Regions from separate parts of the Mus musculus genome. Here regions 1, 3, 4, 5 and 6 are each linked to region 2. The links are chromatin contacts, called in public Hi-C and promoter capture Hi-C maps. All regions are on one chromosome and are shown on one strand. Each heading gives the region's core, a stretch centred on a gene start, on an enhancer-like site or on the middle of the called end of the contact. The rest is flanking DNA. Distances are from core to core; before and after follow the strand shown.

What was found. Promoter capture Hi-C pulls out the DNA fragments that hold promoters and counts their contacts. A called contact is a pair of places that touch in the nucleus more often than the background predicts.
Region 1: a Hi-C map of CD4 T cells shows a contact between it and region 2, with 6 times the contacts expected there. The contact joins the promoter of Copg1 here to the promoter of Gmcl1 in region 2. A contact is called at or near these places in 2 of 484 Hi-C or Micro-C datasets (B cells and CD4 T cells).
Region 3: a contact with region 2 is called in a promoter capture Hi-C map of neutrophils, with 4 times the contacts expected there. The contact joins the promoter of 4933423K11Rik here to the promoter of Gmcl1 in region 2. A contact is called at or near these places in 2 of 39 promoter capture datasets (neutrophils and pre-B cells).
Region 4: a contact with region 2 is called in a promoter capture Hi-C map of pre-B cells, with 3 times the contacts expected there. The contact joins the promoter of Rab43 here to the promoter of Gmcl1 in region 2. A contact is called at or near these places in 5 of 39 promoter capture datasets (the 3T3-L1 cell line, hippocampal neurons, liver and 1 more).
Region 5: a contact with region 2 is called in a promoter capture Hi-C map of erythroid cells, with 3 times the contacts expected there. The contact joins the promoter of Alms1 here to the promoter of Gmcl1 in region 2. A contact is called at or near these places in 2 of 39 promoter capture datasets (erythroid cells and pre-B cells) and 1 of 115 datasets of contacts at active chromatin or transcription factors (astrocytes).
Region 6: a contact with region 2 is called in a promoter capture Hi-C map of pre-B cells, with 6 times the contacts expected there. The contact joins the promoter of Rpn1 here to the promoter of Gmcl1 in region 2. A contact is called at or near these places in 3 of 39 promoter capture datasets (erythroid cells, liver and pre-B cells).

Annotation. Positions count from the first base shown.
Region 1 is chr6:87,886,082-87,890,853 of GRCm38.p6, forward strand. Copg1 (coatomer protein complex, subunit gamma 1) reads left to right here and starts at 1,859. Exons shown (of 24, transcript NM_017477.2): 1 at 1,859-1,991; 2 at 2,990-3,042; 3 at 3,576-3,656; 4 at 3,875-3,946; 5 at 4,109-4,188. The coding sequence starts at 1,955.
Region 2 is chr6:86,729,690-86,734,796 of GRCm38.p6, forward strand. It overlaps Gmcl1 (germ cell-less, spermatogenesis associated 1), which reads right to left and starts at 3,689. Exons shown (of 14, transcript NM_011818.3): 1 at 3,222-3,689. The coding sequence starts at 3,475.
Region 3 is chr6:85,371,704-85,376,256 of GRCm38.p6, forward strand. It overlaps 4933423K11Rik (a long non-coding RNA gene), which reads left to right and starts at 3,151. Exons shown (of 4, transcript XR_869208.2): 1 at 3,151-3,519. It overlaps Rab11fip5 (RAB11 family interacting protein 5 (class I)), which reads right to left and starts at 2,931. Exons shown (of 6, transcript NM_001003955.2): 1 at 2,395-2,931. The coding sequence starts at 2,825.
Region 4 is chr6:87,810,069-87,815,147 of GRCm38.p6, forward strand. Rab43 (RAB43, member RAS oncogene family) reads right to left here and starts at 1,711. Exons shown (of 3, transcript NM_001039394.1): 1 at 1,279-1,711. The coding sequence starts at 1,476.
Region 5 is chr6:85,584,320-85,589,286 of GRCm38.p6, forward strand. It overlaps Alms1 (ALMS1, centrosome and basal body associated), which reads left to right and starts at 3,212. Exons shown (of 23, transcript NM_145223.2): 1 at 3,212-3,707. The coding sequence starts at 3,327.
Region 6 is chr6:88,080,863-88,085,790 of GRCm38.p6, forward strand. It overlaps Rpn1 (ribophorin I), which reads left to right and starts at 3,611. Exons shown (of 10, transcript NM_133933.4): 1 at 3,611-3,932. The coding sequence starts at 3,669.

The DNA.
Region 1 (4,772 bases), core at 609-3,108, 1.2 Mb after region 2:
TTTTGGTTTTGTTCCCTGCATGTTGCATTCTTGGGGACTGTATGTGTTATGATTCAGTTTATGTCTTTTCCTGGGGAAAATTATGAATTATGTCTGAGTCTTTAAGAAAAATCCTAAAATTAACTTTATTTGGAAGTCTTCCTTATGCCCTGGAGATCATTAACCACAGATAAGCACATAGCTCCATGAGGCCATTACTCCAGGAATCGGCTTGGGGTATCGGCCCCTGAGCAAACTCACGAAGGATAACTGATGGAGGGCAAACAGACAATTGATGAACTCTGTCCAAAATAGATTACAGATTCAATGTCTCTTTTTTATTATAGGCTTAAAGCTCTCTGAAAATGGAGTTTAAAGACAGGGAGTCATACAGGGCATACCCCTGGAGGAATAAACTCAGTAAACAATTTATATTGACTAAAATAAACATTTTCTACTATGTTTATCATGTTTAATCATGTTTTACATGATAAAACATATAATGAAGTTAGATAGTCATCTTTGCAGCTCATAAAAAGACCAATTCAGATATTTCCTGTTTGTCTGGAGTGCTTTAAAACTGCAAACACTGCCAGCCTACAAGCAGCCTGCCACATAGTAAGTGTGTTTGTTTTGGAGGAGACAGTCTTTAGATTCTTTAAATTGGTGTTATAGGGCAGATAATAAGAATAAAATCTGTTGTTTATATTTTCTATTTGTAACTGAGCTTTTAACCCTGGTTATGTAATGATAAGTCAGACATATTTTGTACTACTGGATAATCATTAGCTTGTCTTTGTTCTGTGAAACTTGTGTAAATAAAGACGCTCTTGGTTGCTAGTCAGTCAGAGCAACAGAAATGGCCTGATCTCTAATAAGTAAGTCAGAGTTACAGAAATGGCCTGATTGCTATCAAGTCAGAGCTGCTAAATTCCCCTAACTATCTGGCTTGGCTTGCCTCACCCTCTCCCCTTGCCTAATACTCATCTTCTCTGTGGGCCAATTTGTCAGCAACAATATTTGAATTCCTTGTCAAACCACAAGTTTTATAGTATTTGGTAGAAAAGACTCATTTAATAATTTTCACAACTGAACCTGGCCCTCAGACTTGGCAGCAAGCACCTTAACTTAGCGGCTGAGCCATCTCATTGGCTCTATTTTTTGAGGTGGAAGTCATGTAGGTCTGGTGCAGGGGGATGGCCTTGAACTTCTCATCCTCCTTTCTCTGCCTCATGAGTGTTGAAATTACTCGCTATGTCCAGTTATATCTCAATGTTAAAGCACAAATGTACATAACTCTATTCATTGCCTTACAAAGCTAGACTCGGATGGAATCGGTTCCTTGGCTAGCAACAGATGCCCTTTTCCCTCTCACCACCATCTCTGTCATGGTGACTCCTCTGGCCTCAATCCTTGGGGCCAGTGAACTTGTTTGAGAGCAGCTTCCCAATAAATTTGCCCTTAAAATATTCTAACCTGACTTGAATTGGCTCATTTTACCGGTGGCGGAAAAATAACCTATTAGTGAGACTTACTTCCGGAAAATGACAATAAAGAGTAGCAGGGAACATGTATGGGGTCAGCGTGCTGCATGCAACCCTCCCATCAGAATGCCCTTTAAATTCAGCCAGGGGTAACTGCAAACACAGCAGCCACAGGACCACAAGGGGGCGCAGAAGCGGAGCACCCGCAACCGCAGGTCTAGGCTCCGCCTCCAGTGTCTAGCCACGCCCACTTTCCTGGGTCTCACCCCTCCCCTTCCGCCCTCTTCCACCTAGGTTTTGGCAATCTCCGGACAGGCAATGAAAAAGGTGGGCGCAGTTGTGCGCAGGCGCAGACAACAGAGTGCGCAGGCGCAGTCCATAGTGCAGTGCTCAGGGCGACGTGGCGGGCGGGAGTACGGAAGCCGCAGGGAGAAGCTGTTCTCACCGCTACTCTGAGCATCTTCCTGCTGCGTGGAGCTACCGCTGACACCATGTTGAAGAAATTCGACAAGAAGGACGAGGAGTCTGGTGAGGGCCCCTTGAAAGACCTGGGGAGGTCAGATCCTCGTAGGGGTTCATGGGACCTTCCTTGGCTTCCTTCTTCCGGGCCTCTGTCAGAGCCAGATCCGAGGCCCAAGAGGGGCAGGGGCTTGTGCGCAGGTCCATCTATATCTGTTCTCGGAGGAAACGTGCTGTTTGCCCTCTCCAGCTCTGGCCAGGATTTCTGCGTGACCTTGTGCGGGTAACACTCCTCTCTGGGCCTCAGTTTCCCCATCTTGTCAGAGGAGGTTCCCAGGCTGGATGTTACCTTGCATTTCACCCGACCTCTTGGTATTTGCTGCGATAATTCTTTGCCTATCTGGGTGTAACCAGTCCTACAGTTAATAACCCTGACCGTTTCATTCATTCAATAAACTACAATTACTGAACATCAGGCACCTCACTGATCATAATATTACAGTAGCTAAAGCAAGTTCGATACTAGATGCCTGCAATAGGAATGTTAGGATGGAGAGCCCAGACAGTAACCAGATAATCGCATGCATAATTTTTTAATGTAATATCTGCTGTCAGGGAAACTCAGTCACAGGTTAGTTAGTGTTGGTTGTCTCCGACACATAGATTCATTTAAGTTCTGGTTGCATAGATCAGTGCCAATTATTGAACCCTAAAATGCTCAGAAAGAATGCTTAGGTGACTGTGAGAGAGCCTTGACGGCCTCTGGTAGATGATAGAGACTTCCTTCTCTCTTCCTCGTGTTTGGCAGGTTTAGGGTCACAGTTCGGGGCTGTAACTCAGTTGATAGAGTGCTTGCTTAGCTTGGGTGAAGCCCTGTGTATGATCCACAGTACCATGTAAACCAGGAGGCCGAGGCGGGAAGATCAGATGCACAAGAGCCGACCTCTGCTACATTTTGAGTTAAAGGCTAGCATGCGATACATGAGAGTCTGTGTCAGCACAGGAAAAAGGAGAAAAGCAGTTCATTCAAGATCACAACCGTAATCAGTCTTCTCTGTGCACTGCAGGTGGAGGCTCCAACCCCCTCCAGCACCTGGAGAAGAGTGCCGTACTCCAAGAGGCAAGTGCCACCATGCCTGTGTCTGGTCAGGAATACCTGCCAGCCCTGCTGTCAGATACTAACATACATGGAGTGCTGGTTTATAAAGCCTGGGTCCAGGAAGATGGGACTTTATTCATTGTATTTGCTAGTGTGGCTAGTATTAGGGCAGCCCAAGGGAAGACTTCTGGTATGGTTAGTAGATAAATTAAGAAAAATAAACTCTTGGGAGCTGGACAGATGGCTCAGCGGTTAAGAGCACTGGCTGCTTATTCTTCCAGAGGTCCTGAGTTCAATTCCCAGCAACCACATGGTGGCTCACAACCATCTGTAATAGGATCTGATGTCCTCTTCTGGTGTGTCTAAGACAGCGACAGTGTACTCGTATACTTAAATAAAATCTTAAATAAATAAATAAACTCTTCCCACTTGAGAATACATTTATGTGGACTGAGTTAATACGTACCCTATGGTTCTCTAGGCCCTTCATGAACTGAGGGGCAGCTGTGGTAGAAAAGTGTACTAGGCTAGAGGTAATGGTTGCTTCTTCACAGGCTCGGGTCTTTAACGAAACTCCCATCAATCCCCGGAAATGTGCTCACATCCTCACCAAGATCCTTTATCTCATAAACCAGGTAACAAGATGAACTTGGCAGGGAATACAGGGGAGGTTGTGTAAATGGAGATGTACCCTTACGCTTTTGACAGCTCTGTGATTGGAACCAACAGTCTAGGCCTGGGTCCTCTTAAGTTTCCGGCTCTCATTTGTTGCCTGTGCTCAAGTGCCTGCAGGCTCCAAAGGTCTAGCCTACTGACCTCCTGTCCAAACCTGTGGCTTTTCTGATTCCCACAGGGGGAGCACCTGGGGACCACGGAAGCAACTGAGGCTTTCTTTGCCATGACCAAGCTCTTCCAGTCCAATGATGTAAGTACACTGATGATCTGTGCGTTTCTGCAGATGTTGCACCCATGGCAGGGTGGCAGGAGGTCTGCCTGTCAGTATAGACTGCCGTCCACAGAATCAGGCTTCTCCTGACTCTAATCCTCTCCCACCAAGCTGATCAGGTCTTCTCCATGCCTTTTTCAGCCCACACTCCGCCGCATGTGCTATTTGACCATCAAGGAGATGTCCTGCATCGCTGAGGATGTCATCATTGTGACAAGCAGGCATGTCTTGGGCAGGGGTGGCTCCTCTGGTGGGATCCATTGACAGAGACAACATGTACAGCCAAGAGCCTTTTGACATCTGTTCTGTGCCCTTTCCTCTTAGCCCACCCTATGCCAGCCTCTAGAATGGTCTGCTTATTTCTCACTTCCTAGGCCTTGCCTTTCTTCTTCCTCCTTAGACAATACAACCAGCATGGAGCTTTCATAAGTCTTTAGATAGTGCTAAGGAAAAGAAAAACAGGGTGCAGGAAGTTAATGAGCAAGTCTATTAGCCAGTACTGGTTTCTGCGCTAGGCTGAGTAATTTAGGGACAGACGTCACGAATATATACTCCGTGTCCTGGAGAACTGAGAGTCACAGCTGGACCTGGTGCTGCACACTTGTTCTCCCAGCATTTGGGAGAAACAGGAGGATGGCTGCCAGTTTGAACCTGCCTGGGCTACATAGCAAGATGTCTCCAAAAAATGAAATAAAACAAAACCACACAACATCCCTGCCTCTTACCCAGTTCTTCTATTTCTTCTTGACATTGCTATCTGAGGAGAGGGACCATACAGCCAGAGTCAGGGGCATTGATATTTCCT
Region 2 (5,107 bases), core at 2,439-4,938:
ATATAAGCAAAAGTCATCACCCTTTTCCACCCTTATGAAAAAATACTTGAAGATGAAGTTCACCGAGAAAGAAAGGAGAGAAGCTATTGAAAACCACCTCATAGAGATGGGGTCAAGTCTCAGTTACAATCCTTAGAAGCAGGAGACCCAGACTGGAGTGAGAGGGTGGGACTCTGTAGGAGGTCTAGGGTTCAAAGCAGGTTCTATGCTAGGGTATCTCAAAAGATTGAGAAAAGCTCAAGATATGAAGAAAGGATATTATTAGTTCATTAATGGAAGAAAAAAGGCAGCTAGAAACTCTAGGACATTAAGAAGCTTTTAAAAAGGGAGCCAGGCCAGGCATGGTGGCACTGGCTTCAACCCCAGTACTAGGGAGGGAGATCAGAAGCAGAAAGATCTCTATGAGTTCCAGTCCACCCAGAGCTGCACAGTGAGACACTGAAGGGGGAGGTGTACGGGATGAGATGGCTCAGAAGGTGAAGGCCTTACCCACCAAACCTGAAGACTTGAGTTCAAACCCTAAAACCCACATGGTTCAAGGAGAAAACTCCCTTGAGCTGTCTTTGATTGCTGCACATGAACTGTAGCAGAGGCCTCTCTCAAACATAAATGTCAATATTTATGTAAATAGATTTATATACAACAGAAACAATGTAAACAGAAAGAGTTCTACTGGAAGCACCTGACATAACCTAGGCTGTCCTTGAATCTATGAGTCTCCTGTCCCAGCCTCTGAGCGCTGGGATTATAGCTGTGTGCCACAATGCCTGGCATATTCCTATACTTTTTTTCCTAAAGATCCCTTATCATTATATTTTGTCTTTGACAGTTAATTTCCTGTTTTTTGTTTGTTATGATTTATATTAAAATTTCCTTGCTCAAATAATTGTTTTTCTCTTTTAAATGTTCCCTGTCATATATTTCAAAAATTATATTAAATATACATGGTCTACATACCAATCAAAAGGCACAAGCTGTCATGTTAGATTAAAAAAAGCAAGATTTAACTATATGCTGTATATATACTAACCTTAAACATAAAGACACAAACAAGGGCCAGGCAGATTACTCAGCCAATAAAGTGCTTTGCAAGTACAAAGCTGAACACAAGAACAAACCAACAAACACCCACAAAAAAGCCAGGTGGGGTTGCCAGCATCTGTAATCCTAACGGGGCAGGTAGAAGGACAGGAACAGGAGGATCGGACCTTGTTGGTTGGCTAGACTAGCCAATCAGTTTAATAAAGAGACTCATAAAAAGGTAAGGTGGAGGGGAATATAGAAAGATCCACTGTTGATCTCTGGCCTCCACATGCAAGCACAACTGTGCATGAGTGCATATGCAAAGAGTGAAAAGATGGTACTGGTGTGGAAAAGATCCAGCTTGGTAGTAAAGTGCTTCCGGAGAATGGATAAGGCCCTGGGATATGGGCTGGGAAATCTTAGGGGTGGTTGGGTGATGGGATACAGGATGTAGGTTGGAAAGGATTAAAAAGGTGCATCAGACAATTACCAAAAGTAAGTGGGAGTGGCTAAGTCACTAAGGCTGAAGAAGGATGCATGTCTTATGACATAAGAGCCTGTTCATCAAAGAGTTCTAATACCAAATGCACAAAGACAGGCACTCTGGGGCCTGAGAGGTGTCTCGGTGGTAAAGAGCACACACTGCTCTTCCAAAGGACCCAAGTACAATTCCCAACACCCACATTAGGGAGCTCAACACCTCTGTAACTCCAGTTCCAGGACTTTGCAGGAATGTGCACAAATCCACATACTCATAAATAAAAACAAATCTTAAAACCGGGGGGGGGGGGGGGGGGGGCACTGCACTTGTGCTCACTCTCAGATTGTGAGAGTCTCAACACTCCCAGCCCTTCCTTCCTCTCTCTTCTCTCCAGGGTGTCTGGATACAGCCCAGAATGGCCTTTAAGTCACTTTGTGGCTCAGACTGACCTCCAACTTGATGCTCTTGTCTCAGCCACCAGAGGCTTACTGCAGGATTGTAATACCTTGCAAAATCTGCGTAACTCTTTGAGGTGGCAATAATAGTTCTACTTTACATATGAAAATGAGTATATTAAGTGCAGAATACAGATAGGAATTCAGAATTGGAACTCATTAGAACATCCATCTTGTGAATATATTCACCCCCTAATGAAAAGTTATATTAACCTAGTTTTTAACCTAAGATATTTACATATCTTACCGCTACCACTGAGCTCCAACTCTACCACCTACACTTTTTTTTTTTTTTTTTTTTTTTTTTTTTTTTTTGGTTTTCCTAGACAGGGTTTCTCTGTGTAGCCCTGACTGTCCTGGAACTCACTCTGTAGACCAGACTGGCCTCAAACTCTGAAATCCGCCTGCCTCTGCCTCCGGAGTGCTGGGATTAAAGGCATGCGCCACCACGCCCGGCTCACCTACACTTTTTTTGTCAACAAAAATGCAATGTCCATAAGCAGATCCTTTTTAAAAATTTCATTAAAAAATTACATCTGTGTGAGTCTAACAGTGACCTTAAAAAGAGAAAAAAAAAATCCTTACTGCACAGTATATTCTGGTATACGCCACATCTATTTCACAAGCAATGATTTTTTTTTTTCAACTCTTCCCTCAAAAAAATCTTATGCAACCTACACAGAGTGCAGCCCACCTCAACAAGCAGACTTTGTTCTTAACTGGGCGAATCTCCATCACTGGTCCCTCTAGTGACAACACAGAGAGATGTCCATCTCAGGGACTACTATGCTCCTCTCTTTACTGATTTATGGCTAGTGATGCACAGTAAAATTTCCCGTGGCTATCCTATTCAAAAAGCAAACGCCTGCTACGGAAGGGACGCGGAAGCTCTGGCTAGTCCTTTTAGGCTCAGGTTGAGGCTCTGACACTCAGGAAGCTTCTGTTTAATGTGCAGAACCCTAAGCTTTCTAGCTCCCGCACTGATCCCAGGTCCACCCAACACGCGCGAGCTCCCGTATTAACCCAGGTCTATCTGCAAACTCCCAGACCCTACACTGACCCAGGTCTGTCTGCTAATGCCCAGCTCCCGCACTGACCCCAGGTCTGCCCGGCACGCGCCCGCTCCCGCACTGACCTAGGTCTGTCTGCAAACGCCCAGCTCCCATCTGCTCCGCGGGCACTCACCTCCCGCACCGACCCTCCCGCGCTCTCCTGTCAAGGACACCGGGGTCAGGCCCCCCAAGGTGCGGGGCGTTCCGTACCTGCGCGGCGTGTTCAGCAGCCTCTGCTGCTCGTCGCCCTCGTCCTCGTCGTCGTCTGTCTCGGAGTCGGGGTGACAGTAGCAGAATGTGCCGCTGCTGCGCTTGCGCTTGCGGCCGCCCGGACAGTAACAGAAGCTGTGGCCCGCATCTTCGCCGGCGTCCGACCTGCGGGCCGCGCCCCCAGCCCCGGGCGTGGGTTCGGGCTGCTCTGTGCGCCCTGCGGGCCGCAGCACCCGGCTGCTGAGAGCGCCCATGGCTCCGGCGCCTAGGGAGCACCGAGGGGCCGCCCCGCCATGCCCGTATCTCCACCGCCTACTCCGCTGCCGCCTCGCGCGCAGCCCCAACCGTCGCCGCGAACGCAGTCACCTCCATCCTCAGCCCCGCCCGTAGCGCCTCAGCGGACCGGCTTCGCTAGACCTCGCCCCCTCCTTCTCCCAACAAAGCGCGCGCCGCAGGGCGCAGGCGCAAGGCGAGCCTCCGGAAAAGGCGGGGCGGGAGGACGGAGCCTGCGCTGCAGGTTGCGCATGCGCAGGCTGCTGGCCCGTCCCTGCGGCGCTCAGCCCCGGTGCGTGTCTGACTTCCGCGGTTCCGGCTTCAACGGAGGGGCGTGGGCACTGTGTGCTTATGCCTAACAGATCTCGGGATCTCTGTCGCTGGTTCTTCCCGTAAGCTTCCTCGATTCCGGGGTCTCATCCAGCCCTGTACGGTTAATAAGAGGACGGACTTGCCAACATGGCCTTTGCTTCCAGGGCTCTAGGACCCGACTGGCCCGGTTAGATAGATGACCGTCACCCAGCTGTGTTGACCGGGTTCAGTCTGGAGCCTCAGCTAGCCTCCAGGTCTTGCCTTCCTTCTGCTGCCTTGTTTTGATTTAATTATTATTTTATTGTGTCAGTGTCTCGTACTACATACTTCGACTCACTGTATAGGATGCTCTTGAACTCTTGATCTCCTGTTTCTACCCCCTGAAAGCTGGGATTACAGCCATGTATGTGTCACATCACCTTCGTGGACCTGAAATGCTGAGTATCAGATGCAGGGCTTCTTGAATGCTAAGCAAACATTCTACCAACTAAGCTACATCCCTGGCCCTCGATTTTTTTTTTTTTTTAAATTTTCTTCAAGGAAAAGTGTCACTCTGAAGCCCAAGGCTTCCCTGGAACTCTCAGAAGTCCGCCTATCTCAGCCTCTAAGTGCTAGGAGTTGAGGCACTGAGCTACCATACCTGCCTTTTATACCTTTCAAAGTAAAATGTTTATAATAGAATGTTTCAAACAGAGCAATACAAGTACCTGTGGACCTACTACTGGCTTGGAATTCTATCACACTTACTTTGATTCACTCCCCTTTAGCTTTATTGATATATAGTGGGGAATGAGAAACCCCTTGTGTACTAATTCTCAGTTTCCAGCCTCTCCCTCTCTGTGCCATTTCTATGCATGTCTTTACACGTATAACCACTCTTCTGCTGCACATTCAGACATGTAATTTAAATGGAATTGGACCATCCCAAACCTATGATTTCTCCTCTCCTAAAACTATACTTTGAATGGAATCTCTAGTTATTGTCACTGCTCATTGTTAGACACATCATTTGCCTACTCCCTTGCCAAGGGGTTTCAGTTATTTCTACGTAGATGCTCTTTCAGGAACACCACTCGCAAAAGCTTCATCAGGCAGATCCCAGAAACGGGCTCTTGGGAAATTTTCAACTTTACGAGTTCTTGCCAGTTTTTCGCCCCCCCCCCCCCGGAACTGACTGCATCAATTCACCATTTGCACTCCGTTATAGCAGTATATGTCCTTTGTGAGCCACTGAGGAATTTCTCATGTTTGAGAAATTCTGAGGGTGTGTAGCTGAGGCTGGTTGAAGGAGAAGTGGGAGG
Region 3 (4,553 bases), core at 1,901-4,400, 1.4 Mb before region 2:
ATAAAGCAGCACCCGAGAGGGAAAGGGACCCATGCCACGCAACTCCGCAGCTTGAGCTTCCTAAGTCAGATCCTCTGGGTGACAGGGGCTCCACTGCTCCCGCTGCCCCTGCCTCCGAGAGTAAATGTGAATACAGTACTTTCCCACCAGATTCCAAAACTGAGGATATCACCCTCCATCTTCTCTGCCTCAGTGGCTCAGGCCAGGGTGATCAGGAAACACCTCTAGGAGGGGCCATTAGAGTCTGAAGGCTGTGGAACAGAAATGGCCGCCTCCGTTCTCTGTCAGTGGGCATGCCATGAGGCCCAGTGACTAGAGCCCAGAGCGGGCCAACTGTCTGGACTTTCCCTCTGCCCACCCTAAGTGCCCCACTTCCTGCCCTCTCCAACTCTATAAATAATCCCAGGCAGGCAGGGAATCAGCAGAAAGGCAGCCAGGTGGGTGTGAAGTTGAAGCTGGTGGAAAAGATGACTTCTCAAAGTAAATTAAGGCTCCCGTTCAGATCAAGGGATAGCACGTCAGACTCTCCCGGGAGCACTGTTCTTGGCTAAAAACAGGCCCACCTGGACTTGCAGGCTGGGCCAGCTCCACTAAGAAAGATTCAAGGCCAAGGCCAAGAGGGAAGCAAGGGCACTGAGCAACAATAACAACAGAAGTCCAAGAAGCTTCTCCCTGCAAGCTGGTCTCCCCCACCTGACCCTTTCAGTCCACCCGGCCCTAATGCTTACCCCATGTATAATGTACCAGAGTAGCTGAAGGGTAATGGGGCTATGGCAATGGGGAAAGGAAAGAGCTAAGGGAGCAGAAGAGAGCATTCCACCCCACACCCAGCCCCCTGATCGGCCTGGACCAGGAAGGAGGGTGAGGACACAAAAGAGGGAGGAAAAAGAAGAAAACAAGGACCAAGTTATACCTCATGACTCCACACCCAGCAACTAAACAGCAAGTCATGAGGGAAGGAGAGAAGCCAGGGGAGGGAGGATGAAGTCAGGTCACAGCCCTGCCTGGAATGTGCCCAGGTCTATCCCACCCCAGCCACAGTGGGCCAGCCAGGAAAGCCCTTCCCTAGTCATGTTTTGGAAAAAAGAAAAAATTGCTCAAGGTCAGATCCTTTCTATTCAAAGCCTGCTTTCCTCTTCGTCTGCACCAGGCTGAAGGCTCATCCCTCTCCAGCAAGCCTTCTTTGACTTACTCAAAACCAGCAAACCTTGCCTAGCAGTTCTCCTACGGAGGGACACCACTCTGCACCCATTCTCTGGGACCCCACCCAGGAGGCTTAGAAATTAACTGGCCCAAGCAAGCCACAGCAGGTGGTCAGCCCTGGGGACTGACTTCTACATGGTCCCTGGCCCAAACAGGAAAAGGTGATCCAAGTCTTAGGTCTTTTATTTTGTTTATTTGGTTTGGTCTTCAAGGCAGGGTTTCTCTGTGTAGCCTGGCTGGCCTGGAATACAGAAATACACACAGCTCTGTCTCTCAAATGATGGCGTTAAAGGTGTGTGCCACCACAGCAAAGACAAATCTTAGGTTTTGATCTTAACCCTACAAAGGACACACTCTGACAAAATAAATGTTTAACCTCCTACCCTTCCCAGGCTTTGGTGTCTCTGGCCTTTGAACCCAGCATTGGGGAGGCAGAGACAGTAGAATCTCTGAGTTCAAAGGCAGCCAGGTCTACATAGCATGTTCCAGGACAGACAGCGCTACGTAGAAAGACCCTGTCTCGAAACAAAACAAAACAATAAGAACTTTTCCTATCCTTTCTAGAGAAAATAATCCGGAGAACTGAGGGCATTATAACCACTGTCCCACTGACCCAAGCTGATTCAAATGTACCCTTCTTTACTCCGAGGTGGGCCAATGCTCTCAGTCCTGGTACCCTAAGACAGAGTCACAGAGTACGTCTATACGGTGAGGTGTATCCCTGAACGTTCAAAGGCCAAGTGTCCTGTGTAACCCCTGGGAAGGCTGGGGTGTCTCCCTTCAATCTTGCCTTGGAAGATAACACCTCACCTTCCTGCTTCTACAAGGTGAGACTTCCTCTCCACTACCTACAGGCTAGTCACCTCTTTGAGGAAAAGAAGGCAGACCCTGAAGTCTTTAAATTTCCCTTCTTGAATTCCCACAGCCTCAGAATCCCATTCCGAACTTTCCTTGGCCATGTACTGCCAACGCTTGGTCACTACACCAACTCCATCAGGCCTTCCAGGCCCACCAGGCTGCTGGGGAGACAGTCAGGGGGAATTGGGGAGGGCAGAAGGCTGAATGAGAAGTAACAAACAGTATACGGGTTTGTGTCCTTGAGTGGGAGGACCGGGTCCAGACGTCCCAACCAGCCCCGCCCGGTTAGGCCTTCAACCGTTTTTGTCCCTGCTCCCAGCGCCCCAGACTCACTGCGTGTGCTGGGCGCGGCCTGCGCGGAAGACCTCGTCCAGAGCTACGGTTGCCCGGCCCAGAAACTTGTCCACGCCGATGAGTGAGCGATGCATGGTGGTGAGCACGAGCTCGCAGGCGGCGTTGGGGCCGGAGGCCCAGGGCGCAGGGCCCGCATCTGCCTCCTGTGCCCGCAGCAGGCCGTCCAGGGCTCCAGGCGGTAGCTCGAACGAACACTCTTCGCACCATTCCGGGCAGCCTTGCGTCTTCTCCACTACCGAGGTGCTGTACTTCTCTCGGCCCACCTGGATCACCGTGTACGCGTCGCTGGTGCTGCCGGCGCCCGAGCTCTTGCCCCTCAACCCGCTGGCCCGCAGCACGGTCACCTGGACATGCGTGGGCAGCCAGCGGGAGGATCCGGCCGCCGGCTCAGGGTCCCGCACCAGAGCCATGGCGGACCCTGGGACAGAGTGACAGACGTGGCAGCCGCGGGATGCTGTCAGGAGCCGGCTCCCCCGCGCCGCCTGCAGCGCACCGACCGCCGCAGCTGCGGGCTGGCCTGGGCCAAGCGGGCCGCCGCCTCCCCGCCGCCCCGCCTCCCGGGCGGCCGGCCGCCCCGCGACGTCACGCCCCGCCTAGGCCCAGGCCAGGCCCCGCCCCCAGTTCCACCAGCATATAGCTGCCTAAGAGCTAAAGAAACCCAGAGAGGGGCGCGGCCTCTGCAAAGATGTGGGCGGGGCTTTCTCACTGGCCCAGCCCCTCTGGGGGAACCTCAAGCTCCCGCTGCTCTTCTAAAAGGTGACCGGTGCAGAAGGGCGCGGCCTCTGCGTGTGTTGGGGGAGAGGATTGAGATCTGGCCATGCCTTAATCACGACCGGATTCGCTTGTGCACAGTGCGGAACTGCAAAGGAAGAAATGGAGGGGGCTAGGGACGAAGGCCGCTTGCAGCCTCTGCAGAGAGGTGGGCGTGGTTACCACCATGGCCCCGCCCCGTTTAGGCAGCGACTCCAAGCTAGAGAGCCGAACCTCTCTGCATAACTATCCACCGCGCTCTACCTGGACAGTGTCAGGGTTTTCTGCAAGCTCCTGTACTCCTGAAAGCCCTCGCTGCTTCGAAGATCCATTCTGCTCGGCGTGGATTTGAGGGTAGATAAGATGCCTACTCTAGAGACCCCCTAAATCGCACATGCGCTCCCATTTTCAACTCTCTACATATATGTGATGACCTAGAGCCGCCGCTGGGAAATCACTGGAGTGGGACTTAAAACAATCTTTTTCTGCTTTGATTTTTCCCCCACTCCCTTTTTTTTTTTTTTTTTTTTTTTTGGAAACGGAGTCTCTTCTGGCTCTCCTGGAACCTGCTATGTAGATTACGGCTCGAATTGTTAAATTCCTGCCTCCACTGAGTGCTGGGATTAAAGGCGTGCCCACTGGTTTTAAAACTTTTGTGTGGCCAGGTGTAGTAGTGCTCACCTTTAATCCCAGCACTTCCACTTGGGAGGCAGAGGAGGAAAGATCTTTTTGAGTTTGAGACCAGCCTGGTCTACATAGTGAGTTCCAGGCTAGCTAAAACATTAGCCTTATATACAAACAAGGCAAACAGGGCCTTGTTGGTAGTAGACAAGCATTCTACCACAGGACTAATCTTCCACCTCTAAATCCATTCATACTTGCCTACTGTGTGTTGTGTTCTGAGAACTGCCAGCACACTTGTTTCATTATTAAGATAATGGTTAATAATTATGGATGCTGAATTTCAGCAAGAGTCGGCCAACAACTGACTCATGAGCTTTCTGTGCATGACCTCACTCATTCTTCAGAGCCACCCTATATGTGAATTTGGTTTCCCAGAAGGCAGAATTATAGGTTAGATAAATTTACCTAAGATGCATAACAAAGAAGCTGTTGTAGCACAGCCTATAATCCCAGGACTCTGAAGGCAAATTCAAGGCCAGCCTGGGCTACATGGTGAGCCTTTACTTTTTTCTGTTAACTTTCAGAGCCTACCCTTAAATTAGATTTTTTTTTTCAATTTTCAAGACAGAGCCTCTCTGTGTAACCTTGGATGTTGTGGAACTCTCTTTGTAAATCAGGCTGGCCTTGAACTCACAGAGATCCACCTGCCTCTGCCTCCCAAGGGTTGGGATTAAAGCCATGCATCACCACTGCCTGGCTTAGAA
Region 4 (5,079 bases), core at 461-2,960, 1.1 Mb after region 2:
CCACCCATGGCAGCCCTTCCCTGGCCACCTGCTCCAAAGGAATGGTCCAGAACAGCTAAACCTGCCTGCCTGCTCTTGGCCCTTTTCCACCTCAAGGAAACCAAAATACACTGAAACCCAAAAGACACCCAAAAGACCGTTTAAAACGTTGCAAGCAAATCTCTAGAGGCACAGTGGTCATAAAAACAATGATTGTTGACTTGCTTTTTTTTTTTTTTTCTACACTATGGGACAGGAGAGAGGCAACACCCAGAAATTATCCCAACTTTATAGAAACAAAGAACAAAGTATTCCAGCCAAGGGCAACAGAGAACAGGCCTACAGCCACCCAAATGAGCAGCGAGCCACACCAGCAACAGGGTCAAAAGACTCCCATCCTCGGGCTTCACGTCTGAAAACACAAGACTGCCCCCACCCAGTTCTCTTTAAAGCTGTCTTGAAGATCCTTGTGAACCAGAAACCGTGAAAAACGGCAAAGGATTTCTGCAGGGTGGAAATCAGGAAAGTTACTAAGAGCCTCTGTGCACAAGAACAGCGCTGTGTCCTGTCCAGGATGCTACCTTTTTTTTTTTTTTAGGGAGGACAGACACCTAGGTTAAGAAACTTGATTTCATTCATCACAAATATTATTTATCAAATCATTGCCAGGACATTGTGACAACCACATCCTGCTGTTTCTGCTGGGGTCATTGCCAAAGTTTGCTTCTCTCCCCCACCTTCCGGTATCTGTGATGAAGTTTTCGGTTTCTATCAACCCTTAGTCGGGGAGGCCCCCCACCCCCACCCCAACTCCGCGCTGGCCCTGGTGGAGTGGAGTTCCACCACCGGGTCCATAAAAGAGACCGCGGGGAGGCGTGGCCAGGGAGGAAATTCTGACAAAAACTTTTGGACCTCCGGTCCTAGCAGCCACTACTTCCTGGTCCCTCCCGGTCACGGGGATGTCGTTATTTGGCTGAGTGCTCCCCAGAGGGCCGCGCAGGGAAGGGTCTGTCCCGGCATGCGTGGCGCTCACGGAACGGCCCGCAGGTTGCCTTCCACCGCAAGTTGTTTCGAAGGAGTCCCCAGGCTGAGAGACGGGGGGGCGGGAGTGGGGTGCAGGCTTCCTCCTCCACGCTCTGGCCGCCCACTGTCACCACTCCCAGAGCCCAAGGTGGTGCTTTCGGACCTGAACCCAGCACGGACATCAAGGCCCAAGCCCGTTCTGAAAGAAGGGGAAGCCGAAGGACTGGCCGCGAACCGCCCGCCGGGAGCAAAGCAGCGGGCCGCGCCGCCTCCCACCTTGACCCGCTTGCCCTGGATCTCCAGCGTCTTCATGGTGAAGTCGACACCGATGGTGCTGCCCTGACGCGCCGAGAAGGCGCCGGTCTTGAAGCGCTGCACCACGCACGTCTTGCCCACGCTCGCGTCGCCCACTAACACCAGCTTGAACAGGAAATCGTAGTGTTCGTCCTGATCTCCCGGGCCAGGGCCCGCCATGGCTCCGCGGGAGTCCTGGGACGCAAGGGCCCGGCTTGGGCTAAGGACAGCCGCGGGCCGAGGTCCGTGTGCCCTAGCCGGCCCGCCGCCGGGCTACGTGGAGCGGCGGCGGCACCTGAACGAGCTGCACGGCGGACCGATCGACCGTCCCGCTCCGCCCCGCCCCGCTCCGCTCCGGAGCCCCGAGGACTCGGCTCCGCCCGGGAGCGCACCGCCCGGCCCTCCGCAGCTCTCTGCCAGCCGTCGGTGCCGTGCCGGCCCACGGCTACCTCAGGCCCGCTCGTGCGCCGCCTTCAGGGCGGGGCGAGCCTCCCTGATCCCCAGCACCGCCCATCTCCCGCCACTCCGCCTCTGGGTCCCGCCCCCAGGACCGCCCAGTCTCCCCCTCCCATAACCAACACCTCCTAGCCTGTCAGTACAGTCCCGACCCCCCAGCACTCCCTCTAAGCTTCTCACCTCCCCGATCCTTCTCCGAGCACCGCCCGCACCCCACCACGGCCAAAGCCTCCGACCCTTCTCTCAACACCACCCCAATCCCGCCCTCAGCACCGTTCTTTCTCACTTCTCAGCACTTCACTAACCCGGACTTAAGCCCGGTGCGGATTCGCTGTCAACAACGCCTTGATCCTCTATTTGGTCCTGACCCCGCCCTTAACATCTCTTACCCCGCCCTAATCCTCCGGAGCCTCTTGGCTTGGACCTCGCCTTAGGCACTGCATCCAAGACGGAAATCCACCCGCACCTTTTCGTAGCCCTGGAGCTAACTCCTCCCTAACGCCTCTCAACTCAGCTCTCCGCGCCTCTTCAACTCCGCTTCGGTCCGCTGCGCCCCCATAGCAGGCTTTGGCCCCTATTAGGTCAACAACTCGTTATAATCGCCAGTTCATCATTCCCTAACCTCATGCCCTTCTCAGCCGGGCCCCACGTCCACCCCTCACTGACATGCCTCCGTCCCTCGCCTGGCCTGCACCCAGTGGGGAACAGGCAAGAGTCGTTTCGGGGCAGGGGACAGCTATGGCTGACAATGAAGGGCTGATGAGGCAGAACACAACTCAATGTTCCCTCTTCGGAGAATGGAAAGTTCTGGTGACACACAGTAAAGGCAGCTTCCCTTAGGTGAAAAAGGAAGACAGAGGAAATGAAAATCCTTGAGGGCAGAATGGCCTAGAGTTCCATTTGGAAGAATTGATAGAGCAGACAGGAGTCCAGTCAAACCTGGGGTGGCTGGGAACAGGAGTCCTGGTCCCAGCCAAACACCTCCTGCACAAGGGAAACCTGTGAGTCAGCCAGCTCAGAAGTTTGGCCTGAGAAACCTGAAGTCACAGAAATGGGACCCAGATGTCTGTAAACAGTTTGAACTAGATCAAATAGGCCCCATCCCTAAAAATGAGAGAAAGCTGAGAATACTCTAGCTTCTTTGGACAGCCCCCTTAGGCCCTGCATGGCTATTTGATTCGATAGTTTTTTAATAATGGCTGTTGCAAGCCAAACATTGTTCTAGGGCCTTGAGATCCATCCATGAACGAAAGGCAAAATCCAAGACAAAATCCAAAACTTCCCCAGTAAGGAAGGGAAGAGGAAACTTAAGGAAAGCAGAGAAAGCAAGCCCCCAGGCACCATCTCCACAGGCCCTGTGAGCAGCCTCACTGGCCAAGTAGATGAAAGGCAAAGGCTGAACCTTGGAGAAAACAGAAGAGTTTGTTCTGAAACAGTTGGAACTCCATGGCTGTGAGAAATGCCCAGCAGTTGCAGCCAGGACCCCCTAAAGTGCTGTGCAAAGGAATTCCAAGAGCCATGCTTTGCACACTCATGGTAGTGGAGAACTGCAGCCTCAAGAAACTGCCTCCATCCCAAGACGTGCACTGAACCATAGTGGTTTCCTTCCTGAAGTTGGCTGTGGGGTGGGAAATACCCCTCAGACAGGCCTAGCTCACACCAAGGGAAAGGGGAGTGCAAAGGCTGAGAGACTCGGGAAAGCAGAAGGGTAGTTAGTCATGGCTCGCTGGCCTCTGCTCTGCCCTGGGCTGGAATTGGTGCAGGAAAGAAGGTATTTTGGTCTAGATGTGGGTTCTGTCAGCAAAAGCCAATCCACCACTAAGACATTTTAAAAATTAGACTGTGTAACCAGGTGTAGTAGTGTGAACCTGTAATCCCAGCAATTGGGACACTGAGGCAGGAGGGTTGCCTTGAGTTCAAGGACAGCTTGGTCTATACAGTAGCAGGCTGGTCAGGGATGTACAGAAGACATTGTCTCAGAAAACGAAAAACATTGTACCCATGGTGAGGGCTGCATAACTCAGCAAATGTACTAAAGCCATTAAAATGAGAGCTGAGGAGATGGCTCAGCAGATAAAATGCTCACTGTGAAGGTGTAAGAGCCCAAGTTCAGAGTTCCAGCAGTTGTACTATGTCAGGTACTGAGGTGCACGCCTATAACCATAGGCAGAGCAGACACAGATGGATCCTGGAGGCACACTGGCCAGCCAACCTAGCCAAAACGGCAAGCTCCAAGCTCAAATGAGACCTTATCTTTAAAAAAGATAAGACGGAAAACAAGGAGGATAAAGGACACTCAGCACCAACTCTGGCCTCTGCATGTGAATATAGGCACAGGCACTTCCCACCACACACATACATACACACACACACACACACACACACAAATGTACACTTTCAAAGATCATATTCTATGCTATATAAATCACACCTTGACAAATCTGCATGTCCTTTTTTTTGACAGTGTATTTTTTCAAAACACAATGATGATTTTTTTTTCATGTATTATGCTTGTTTGAGATAGGGAAGTTTAAAAATATGTATTCAATATACAACTTTTCCTATTAAAAAAAAAGTCTTATTTTGATAGCAAATTTTGAAATAATGCATATCTCAAATTTCAGCAAGCCACAGATTTAACATTTTTAAAAGATTCTGGTTTTTATTGATGTGTATGTCTGGCTGCCGCATGTGTGCGGGTGCCTGCAGAGAGCAGAAGAGGGCACTGGATACCATGGAGATGGAATCATAGGTGCCTGTGGACTGAGAACCAAACTCAGGTCCCTCAGGTCCTCCAAAGAGTAGCAAGTGCTCTAATCACTGAGTCATTAAGCCATATCGCAAGCCCTGTGCCAAACCTCCTCCTCCTTTTTAAAAAAGATTTATTTATTTACCCGGGCAGTGGTAGTTTAATCCCAGCACTTGGGAGGCAGGATCACTGAATCTCTAAGTTCAAGTCCAGCCTGGTCTACAGAGTAAGTTCCAGGACTACAAACTGTGTCTGGAGGAGCGGGGAGAGAAAAAGAAATGTAATAATTATAAGGGCAGGTGGGATGGCTCACCCTTAAGAGCCCCCAATAAAAACAGGAATAAAGGAAAATGCACTACAAGGATGGCCATATAACCACCACTATCCTGTGTCCTTAATATAGAATGGTTGCTGCAAAATGTTAGAGAAATAAATGCAAAATTAAAGCAGCTACCCTGAAACAGTTGAGACCTTGGTGATTAGGGCTGCAGCTGGCCAAGGTAAAGAGTAGCCCTTTGGTCAACTTTCAGCTCACCCAGTGGCCACAGAAAGGGCAGGCATCTGACTCTCTCCCTTTC
Region 5 (4,967 bases), core at 1,962-4,461, 1.1 Mb before region 2:
ACACGTGGTGCACATACATAGATGCAGAGAAACATTCCTACACATTAATAAATGAATCTGAAAAAAGTGTTTTACAAGGAATATATCTGGAACACAGGTGATTTTCTGGGGGCGTTCTGTTAGAATGACCTGTCTAGCAATATCATGTAATGGAAGATGACAGTCACCTTATGTAGGTAAGATTCTCTCAGAAATAGTTTGGAGTCACCTAATGGATCAAAGACCCTGTGATATAGGCTGAGACATGAAGTAGATATGAAAAGGGTGAAAGCGATATGCTAAGGTTTGTGTCCAGTTGCAAAAGTGAGGAGTGTTGGGTTATTGTGTTGCTCCTTACATTATGATTATAAATTGTGGCTATGTAATTGTCTGTTTTGAGTCATGCAGCTTCATGCTTCTTGTGATTTCATCCTGTTTCATACAACGTGGTTTAGTTGCACTATGCTGATGTCTTCAAACAGCACTTCGTTCCATTTTTCAAGACTGTGACTTATCTGGGAGGTTCTGCTTTGCCAGGTGTGTGAGCTAGATTGCTTCTTTCCAATGCATTTCCTTTTCAGTTAAAATGAGTAGAGGAAGCTAAGCATGGTGGCTGATGCCTATCGTTCTAGTACTAGAGAAGTTAAGAAAGGATCATCCCAACAGGTTCGAAATCAGCTACAAAGTTCCAAGACAACCTGGGCAACAGAGTGAGATCCTACGGCAAGCAAGCAAGCAAGCAAGCAAGCTGACCAGATTAGTCACTTCTAGTACTTATAACTGGAAAAAACAAAAACAAAAACAAAACAAACAAACAAACAACAACAACAAAAAAAACCCCAAACCTGCTGGAATAGATATGGATACCTGAGAGTGGGTTCCAAACAAAAGGTCTTGAAAATGTGGGCTATCTGGAATTGATCATCATGCTCAGTGAGACTTGGCCTCAGTTACTTTTCTGTTGCTGGGATGAAACATCCTGACAAAGAGCAACTTAAAGGAGGAACGGCTTATTGTGGCTCACAGTCTGAGGGCACAGACCAGCAGGGTGGGAAAGTTCTGGTGTTTAACACAGTGAGTCACATCACACCCACAGCCATGCGCAGAGAGAAAGGAATATACGCATGTTTCTTGATTGTTCTCAGTTCAGTTTTTCTCCTTTTTCTAGTTCTGGACCCTCTGCCTAAGGAGTAAAGGCACAGACAGTGAGCGGGACCTTCCAACACAAGTCAGTTTAAGACAATCAGTCTCTCACAAGCAAGCAGGCACACATGTGTTAATTCCTCTATTCTTGGCTGTGGATGTGGTGTGACCTGCTGTCTCGGTTTTCCAGTTGTGATGGACTGCAAATAGCGCGTGACTGTGAGCTAAAATAAACCCTTTTTGTTAGGTATTTAATCACAGTGACAGAAATGAGAGCAAATGGAAATTTAATGAATACTTAATTTTCCCTTCACTGGTTTATTATATATTTCTTTTATGTTTTCCTAAATTTTCTGGTCCTTTATCATATTTTTTGTATGTATTTATCTGCCCATCTATTTCCCCAATCACACAGATATACACACACTTATATACATATACATTTTTCTATATATGCTACGTATAATCATTTTTTGAAGCTGTTAATGGATTTCTTTAGCCATTGGTGGCAATGATTCATCCTACATGAGGGTTTGCCACCTGGTGTCAACTGAAAGTTACAGTGAGCCTCTCTCCTCCCACACAAACACCTGGAGGTGCCCTTCACTCTTTGCTTGTCTGAGGACCCCTAGTTGCTAGCTGGGAGAGGAAGTCAAGAGTTCTCCAGTAGGCAGACAGCTCTAGGAATCCCAGGGGAAGCCAGGACTCCAGTATTCTATTTGTTATCTCCTGGCCTGTCAGTTCAATCTGTACTCTGTTGCTCTCTCTTGACAGTGTTCGCTGAGCAGCTCCTTAAATGCCAGAGGCTGTTCCAGACACTAGGCACAGTGTTGTGGCTTCTTCTGGGGAGACATGGACAAATGTCTCTCTGTGATGGTTTGAATTAGAAATGATTCGTTTCACAGTTGGTTTAAGAGGTACAGCGTTGCTACTGGAAGCCTGTTGGGCAGGATGGAGGGTCATGTGCTTTTACCTGCTAAGCCATGCTGCCTGCCCTCTTTTAAAGACTTTTTTTTTTTTTTTTTTTTTGTGGCAGTCTGTCTATGTCACCCTGGGTGTCTTGAAACTCCCTATGTAGGCCAGGCTGGCTTTGAACTCAGAGATCTACCTGCCTTTTCGTCTCAAGTGCTGAGAATAAAGGCGTGTACTACCTGATCCAGCTACCTTTATACTATTGTGTGTGCACTCAGTAAAGACAATTTAGGGGAGTTAGTTCTTGCCTTCCACTTTTATGTGAGTTCTGGGAATCAAACTCCAGTTTGTGGTGTAGATGCCTTACTGGTGGAGCCATCTCTTCAGCCCTGAGGGTGTGTGTGTGTGGTTTCTTTCTTTTCGTTTTTTAAAAAAAAGATTTATTTATTTTATTATTTATTTATTTATTAATATTTCTGGGTTTTTTTTCAAGACAGGGTTTCTTTGTGTAGCTCTGGCTGTCTTAGAACTCAGAAATTCGCCTGCCTCTGCCTCCCAAGTGCTGGGATTAAAGGCGTGCGCCACCACCTTCTTTTATTTTATGCATGAGTACACTCCCATTGCTCTCTTCAGAGACACCAGAAGAGGGCACCAGACTCCATTACAGATGGTTGTGAGCCACCATGTGGTTGCTGGGAATTGAACTCAGGAATTGAATCCGTGAGCCATCTCTCCAGGCCGGGGTTGGTTTCTTAACCTCGTTTTATAGGCGCTTCTCACACAGTTGCTTGTGGTTTAGTCAGATCCCAACTATCTCTCCTCTCTTCCCTCTCTCTCTCTCTCTCTCTCTCTCTCTCTCTCTCTCTCTCTCTCCCTCTCTCTCTTAACTATTCACTCATCCCATTAGATTCACTACTGCTAGGTAGACTGGCACTAACCTTAAAATTTGTAACTTGCGAACGTGACTATTATTGGTTTATTCTAGGGCAAGAGATAAAAAATCATGGGTGACTTTGTGCAGGACCCCTAGCGTCCCCAAAGCCCGGACTAGGTTTATTGTGAGCATACGGTACTGTGAGCGAGGTCTAGTGACGCTCTTCTGCGGCTTTCCCGCGCTCCCCGCGGGGCGTCCCTAGCAACGCGCGGGCTGGTTCTCAGCTCCGCCCCGCGTGAGGCAGTGAGGGCAGGTGCGCCTGCGCGCAGCCGCAACCGCCAGTCAACTCGCTTCCCCTCCCTTCCTCGCCCCTCCCCCTCTCCTCCTCTTCCAAAGGCGCCTGGAGCGCGAGGCCAACATGGAGCCTGAGGACCTGCCGTGGCCTGACGAGCTGGAGGAGGAGGAGGAAGAAGAGGAGGAGGAGGGCGAGGAAGAGGAGGGGAAGAAAGAGGTGGAGAACGCCTCGGCGGCGGCGACCGAGGAGGCCCTGACCTCTGAGGAGAGTGGGAGACTGGAAGAGTTCGAAGAGGCGGGGCCCGACTTGGATTTTAACTACGAGTCCCAGCGGCAGGAGAGCTCGGACGAAGAGGAGGACGAGCTGGCTAAAGCCTGGCTGCAGGCTCACCCCGACCGTCCTGGCAGTGCTTTCTCTCTGCCCCCTCCCACGCCTCCGCCTCCGCCTCCGCCTCTGTCCCCGCGGCTCCGGTACACCCCAGTGGAGCATCTGGGCAAGACTGAGGTGAGAAGCGGCTCTGTAGCCCGGAGCTGGGCTGTGGGGAGGAGCGGGGCTGAGGCCAAGCGACTGTAGAGATGCTTGAGCTACTGAACTGGGTCCAGGATATCGGGACCTACGCGCTGCGGGTCGCCTTGCTTATGGACTGTACACCTTGCTTGTGGGGCTGGCAGGTTCTTTGTAGTCTTAGGTTCTTCCTGACATTGACAGCTCCGTGTTTCCTGCGCCTCTCAGTGGATCCGTTTTTTTTTTTTTTTCGTTTTGTTTTGTTTGTTTGTTTTTGTTTTTAAAGTAGGGCAGATAAGACAGATGGCGCTGGGAGCCGGTACTCCCAGAGCGAGCAGTTAGAAAGGCTTCTTTGGCAGGAGGTGGGAGCTGGGGAGGGAGTCTAGGGAATAGCTAACTGGTGGAGAGACGTTTAGCATTTAACACCTTAGTTTTATTGAAGTGCAAGAAACATCCCCCCCTCACCCCCCCCCCCCCACTAGGAATTATTGTTGGTTAAGTATTCTGCGTGAGCTTTTGTGTGTCTTCCCGCCCATTGTGTGTCTTTGCACTTGTAGCAATTAATAGGTTCCTAGCCAGTGGCAGGAACTTGGAATGAAAGAAAGCTTGTGAGGCAGCTCTGGTCTGGAAAATTAGAAAGCACCAAGTTAGGACCAAATAGAGGAAGAGCCAAGTTTACAGAGGTCCTACCAAGATCATTTTGAAACTAACCGTGCTATTAATGCTTTTTAACTATCAGGAACTGCGTTGTTGGTCAGTATGGTCACGTGTGGTTCTTTACATACGAATTAGTTTTAAGTAACACTAGAAAGGCTGGTGGTGTATTTAAGTGGTAGAGAGGTCTTGCCTAGTGTGTGCAAGGACTTGAGTTTTCAAGCCCTAGTATTGGGGAAGGGGAATGAATAAAATTAGGAATTCAGTGATCCTGTACACTTCTCAAGTGCTTAATAGACCTGCTTAGTGGCTGTCACGTTGGACAAAGCAATTGCAGAACAATTTCATTATCACAGTGATAGTATGGACTGTGATTGTCAAAAAGCAATACATGATGTTTGCTTGCTAGGTGGTATTAAATTCATTCAGCTTATACTTTAAGTGTTTACCTTGTACTTGATACTAAGGAAATCATGGTGAACTAAACTGCTGCCTTCCTAGTGTTCCCATTCTAAAGAGGGAGGCAGATAAAATTCACATGATCTCATAAGTAAAACTGCTATATACAAAAATGCATGCATAAAAAAAATGAATGCATGAAATAGG
Region 6 (4,928 bases), core at 2,361-4,860, 1.4 Mb after region 2:
AGCGCACTTATTATAGAGAGTTGAACTGAGAGGTGGGATTTTTACATACAGCTGAATTAGGAGGTAGGGCTATTATATATAGATAAGGAAGCAGAAGCAGGGTTTATGTTACACAGCTGGATCAAGGAGATAGGTTTAGCTGATCTTGGTAGAAACAGTCTCTGTAGGGGAGCAATCTTCAGGCTATATGTATCCAGGGGGAGAAAGCTATCATGGACATTTTCTGCACACAATGGTAACACTAGCACTCGGTTGCCTGAGGGAGGCTTTACCATCTGTCTGGATCTGAGGCTATGGGGTCCTTAACATGTTCATGCCCAGGTTGACCGCACAAATTCACTCGTGACTTCATTTACCCGCCGTCCTCCATCCCCCAACCAAAGCAAGACACAATAATCCTCATGGTGCAATCGTGGTACTTCTATCTTGGCAGTAACCAACAACTGCTTAACTGGCTCAACCAACAGGAGGGAAGTCATGCCTAGTGATGGGAAACTACCCAACATACATGCCAACAGACCAATCTGATGAGAACGATGCATCAACCGAGGCTCCCTTTTCCCCATGTAACTTGAGTTTGTGTCAAATTGACAAAAAACTAACCAGCACACAACCTCCATCTTGGCACTGTTGGTAGGTGATGGAACTGTGCTAGCTGGGCATTCTTAAAGCCATGGAGAAGATACCTTCAAAGGCGATACTGGAGCCCCAGACCCTCCTCTTCTCTCTTCTTTCCTGGCTATAAAACGTGATCAGTTCTGCTGTATCATAATGGGTTGTCACAAAGCCAAAGCAAAAGGATTAGGAACCAATCATGGACTGGAACCTATGAAATCTTATTTATTTATTTATTTATTTATTTATTTATTTACATCCACGTTGGGATGGAATTCAGGCCTTGTATATATGAGACAAATGTTAGCTCACTGAGCTACTTCTTGCGCATTCTCTTAGGCCTGCCTATTCAGATTCTTCTGGTTGTTTTTCTACTGTATAGTCAATTACTTTCTTATTATTCTGTATTTTTCTAGTGTTTTGGGTGTAAGCCTTCTGCTTGATGTGTTCCGTTCTTTTCTTCCACTCTGGGGCTTGCTTTCCCCAGTGGTGCTTATGTGAGTGTGCTCTGAGGCTTGAACCCTCAGCCTTATGTATGTGAAGCACCTGCTTCAGTAGGGAGCCACGCCCCTAATCTCCTTCAGCATGCTAGGCAAGCGCTGTTCTCAATCTTTCTTCACACCTCCCTTTGTGCATGTGTGTATACATGTGTGCGGATAGAAAACAGAGAACAATTTTAGGTGTCATTCCTCGGGAGCTGTCTACGTTGTTTTCAAGACAGGATCTCTCACCGGCCTGACGTTCTCCAAGCAGGCTAGGCTGGAGAGCAAACTCCCCGTGTCTACCTCCCCAGTGCTGGGATTGCAAGGCTGCATCACTGTCCTTGGCTTTTTTTTTTTTTCCATGAGTTCTGGGGATCAAACTCAGATTTTCGTGCTTAAGTGGCAAGAATTTTACTGGCTGAGCTATCTCCCTAGTTACCCTCTTAACACTCTCAATAATGACTTTGTTATTTTTAAACATCTATTTATTTTATGTGTCTGAGTGTTCTGCCTGCATAAGTGTCCATGCACCACATCCTTGAAGTGTGAGTGGAGTACAGAAGGCAGTTTTAGATCCACTGGAACCAGACTTAGTGTTGTGAGAAGCCATGCAGGTCCTGGGAATTGAACCCTGGTCCTCTACTAGAGTATCCAAGAGAGGACTTAACTGCTAAGCCTCCTTTCCAGTCACCTAACTCTATAATTTTTAATTTTGGAAGAGTTGAAGAAAAATTGTCTCTGATGTTGGAGTGTTATTTTAAATGGCTACTATATTGCCCCTGCTATCCTCTGCAGAGCTTTGCCCTGGTGAATGTGTTAATAGTGTGGTCAGACTTTCTATTGTTGTTGTTACATTAAGGCAAAGTATTTTATGTTCTTTATTCTTTATTCTTTCCTTAGCCTCCTAAATACTGAAGCATTACAGGCATGTACCACTACTACAACCAGATAGCATTAAAAAAAGATTTATTTTTAAATTTATATTTATGTGTGTGTATGTGAGAGAGAAAGAGATACAGAGAGACAGATAAAGACAGAGACAGAGAGGAACAGAAGGAAGAACATCTGTGTATGGATGTTTGTGGAGGTTAGAGGGCATCAGATCCTTGCCTGACAGGCAGTTGTGAGCCTGGGAACCGGAAGAATTCAAGTCCTTTGAGAGAGCAGCAAATCCTCCTAACCACTAAGCTGTCTCTGCATACATAATGTATGTACTCGCGTGCAAACAGTAAGTAGTTTTGTTTTCTGGGCCATATAGTCTGGTTTGCAACTACACTACTGTTACTGTTGTACTGTGAAAGCAATCATAAGCTACGGACAAATGAACGTAGCTATGTTCCAATAAAACTTTATAGACACAGATAGATTGTTGGCCTGCAGGTGCTAATTTCCTGACTTCTGCTTTGTAGGGAGGAGCATGGCCAGCCCTCCATTCTCTCTTCTCATTGGCTGGTATCAATGTTTGAATATTTCCATCTCCTCCCAAAATTTACCTTCGAATTACATCCTTCAAGCAACAACATTGGGACGCATTCTCATTTGGGGAGTGGAGACTGTACACAACCATTGTGCAGGGGGCTTGGAGATTTTATAGGGTTGAAAAAAGGGAACTTTAGGGGAGCAAAGTTTTATCTGTAGATTTTTTCATATATATATATATACATATATACATACATATATATATGTATATATGTATATATATATATATATATATATATATATATATATATGGTTTCAAGGCCCAAAAAATGCCATTGGATGTTTTCGTCACTAAGCTGGCTTTCTTGTCAGGTGTATCAGTACACTGACTACAGTTTCTCTGCTCACTTGAAGTTCATTGTTTTTGGTCATTAATTCTTCAGTGTGACTTTGGGAGATGATAGCACTAGAGGAATCCATCTGCAAGATGCCTTTGTAAAAGGGCTTGCCTCAGAGAGACCCTTTCCTGCCTTTCTGTCATATGACGATATGCAATGCCTTCCTTAGAAGGCATGCAATGTCAAAGTGCCACCTTGGTAGTAAATAGCAGCCCTCACCAGACAGCTAGTCCTGCCAGTGACTTCGCCTTGGACTCCTACAACTGTGATAAATGTCAACAGGTATCTGAGGTTAATATCATCAACCTTGGTTAGTTGCTTAAGGTTTCTGCCATCACTCACATTAATGGTTGAACTAAATATTAGAGGAGAGACTTGAGTTTCTGGAAATTTCCCATTTTCCTTTAAACTTTTGCCCACTTAGCATTCGTATCACTATAGAGAAGGCAAAGTTAGTTCCTTAGACTAAGCTATAGTATACTGTTTTTGAGCTGAGAGGCCAGAGTTATTTTGCATAAGCATGAAGGAAACAGACAGGATATAAGGAAATCAGGGGTGAATACGGCTATTAAGCGCCCCAAGAAGTACGCCTGCACTTTAAGATTTTCAATCAGGCGCCCCACGATCGCCCGGTTGCCCTGGAGACGGGGTCCTTTCTGACCGGGCCCAGCCATCTTGTGGTGCTGTTGGCCAATCAGCGGTTGCGCCGTGGCGGGGGGGCGGGGCGCGTGTCGGTGGCGCTCAGCTCGCGGTCATGGAGTCGCCGGTCGCCTTGCTGTTGCTGCTGCTGCTATGTCTCGGGGCCTTGGCCCCGACGCCCGGCAGCGCCTCCTCGGAGGCTCCGCCGCTGGTCAACGAGGACGTGAAGCGCACGGTGGACCTGAGCAGCCACCTAGCCAAGGTGACGGCTGAGGTGGTCCTGGTACACCCGGGCGGCGGCTCCACATCACGAGCCAGCTCTTTCGTTCTGGCCCTGGAGCCAGAACTGGAGTCGCGGCTTGCGCACCTAGGCGTGCAGGTGAGCGGAGGGAGGAGCCGGCGAACCTCACGCGGGATGCCTGAGGCGATCGGGGATCCCTGGGGAGGGGCGGGGAGGTTGAGGGCGTTAGGGATCCTCCAGGTGTCTGGTTGTCTGAAAGGCAGGTGTTGGAGGGGGACAGCGGAGAGGTTGGGGTCCGCCGTCTCTCTTGTCCGCGTGTCCTCTCGGACACGTCAGCACAAGCTTCCGAGCGTGGGGCACCGCCCACGTGGCTGCTCTGGAGCCCAAGGCGACCCCTTGGTCCCCTGGCGACCTCCTTCCGCACCCCAAGAGGATCTTGGCTGTGGCCGGGTGCGGTACTTCGGGTACCCAGCTTCTTTTCTGTCCCCTGGACTTGCTCGTCTAGTGGAGGACTATCAGTGAGTTAAGACAATTTATTTCCTGAATGCAATTGACTGGTGTAGTCTGTTCTCTCCAGACAGCAGCGTTCAGAAATACAGCAGGTTTCTGGTATTAAAGTTTGTCATTCCTCGCACCCGGTTAATGTAACACTCCTCTGAAAGCTGCTGCTTAACGCTTTCTTAATGTTCAGACTAATTGAAGAGTCAGCCCCTTATGCTGTACAGAAAGGTGAAGCCCAGGTCTGTTCCTCCCCACCGTCTCTCATTGGAACACTTCAGCATTTAGCCTTCTGTACTTTTCATTGAATACACTTTTATACCTTTCAAGGAAAGAAATCGCTGGCTTTGGGAATAGAGGGAATATCCACACAGGTTAATTTTTATTACTGTTCTCATTAACTATATTCATTAAGTGATTACCCAATTTACTAGGAGACTAAGCACACCACATTCTTTTTAACTGTATGGAGCTATAAAGCTGGACTTATAATAGTCACTGAAGTGACTCCTGTCCCCTTTACATTGAAGCCTTGTTCATGCTCAGCATGGCTTTCCTCAAATATTTCTGGAAAGACATTCATGACTTCATTGGATGCTCAGTCCTGTTTTGTGAAAATCAGTCATGACTTAATGA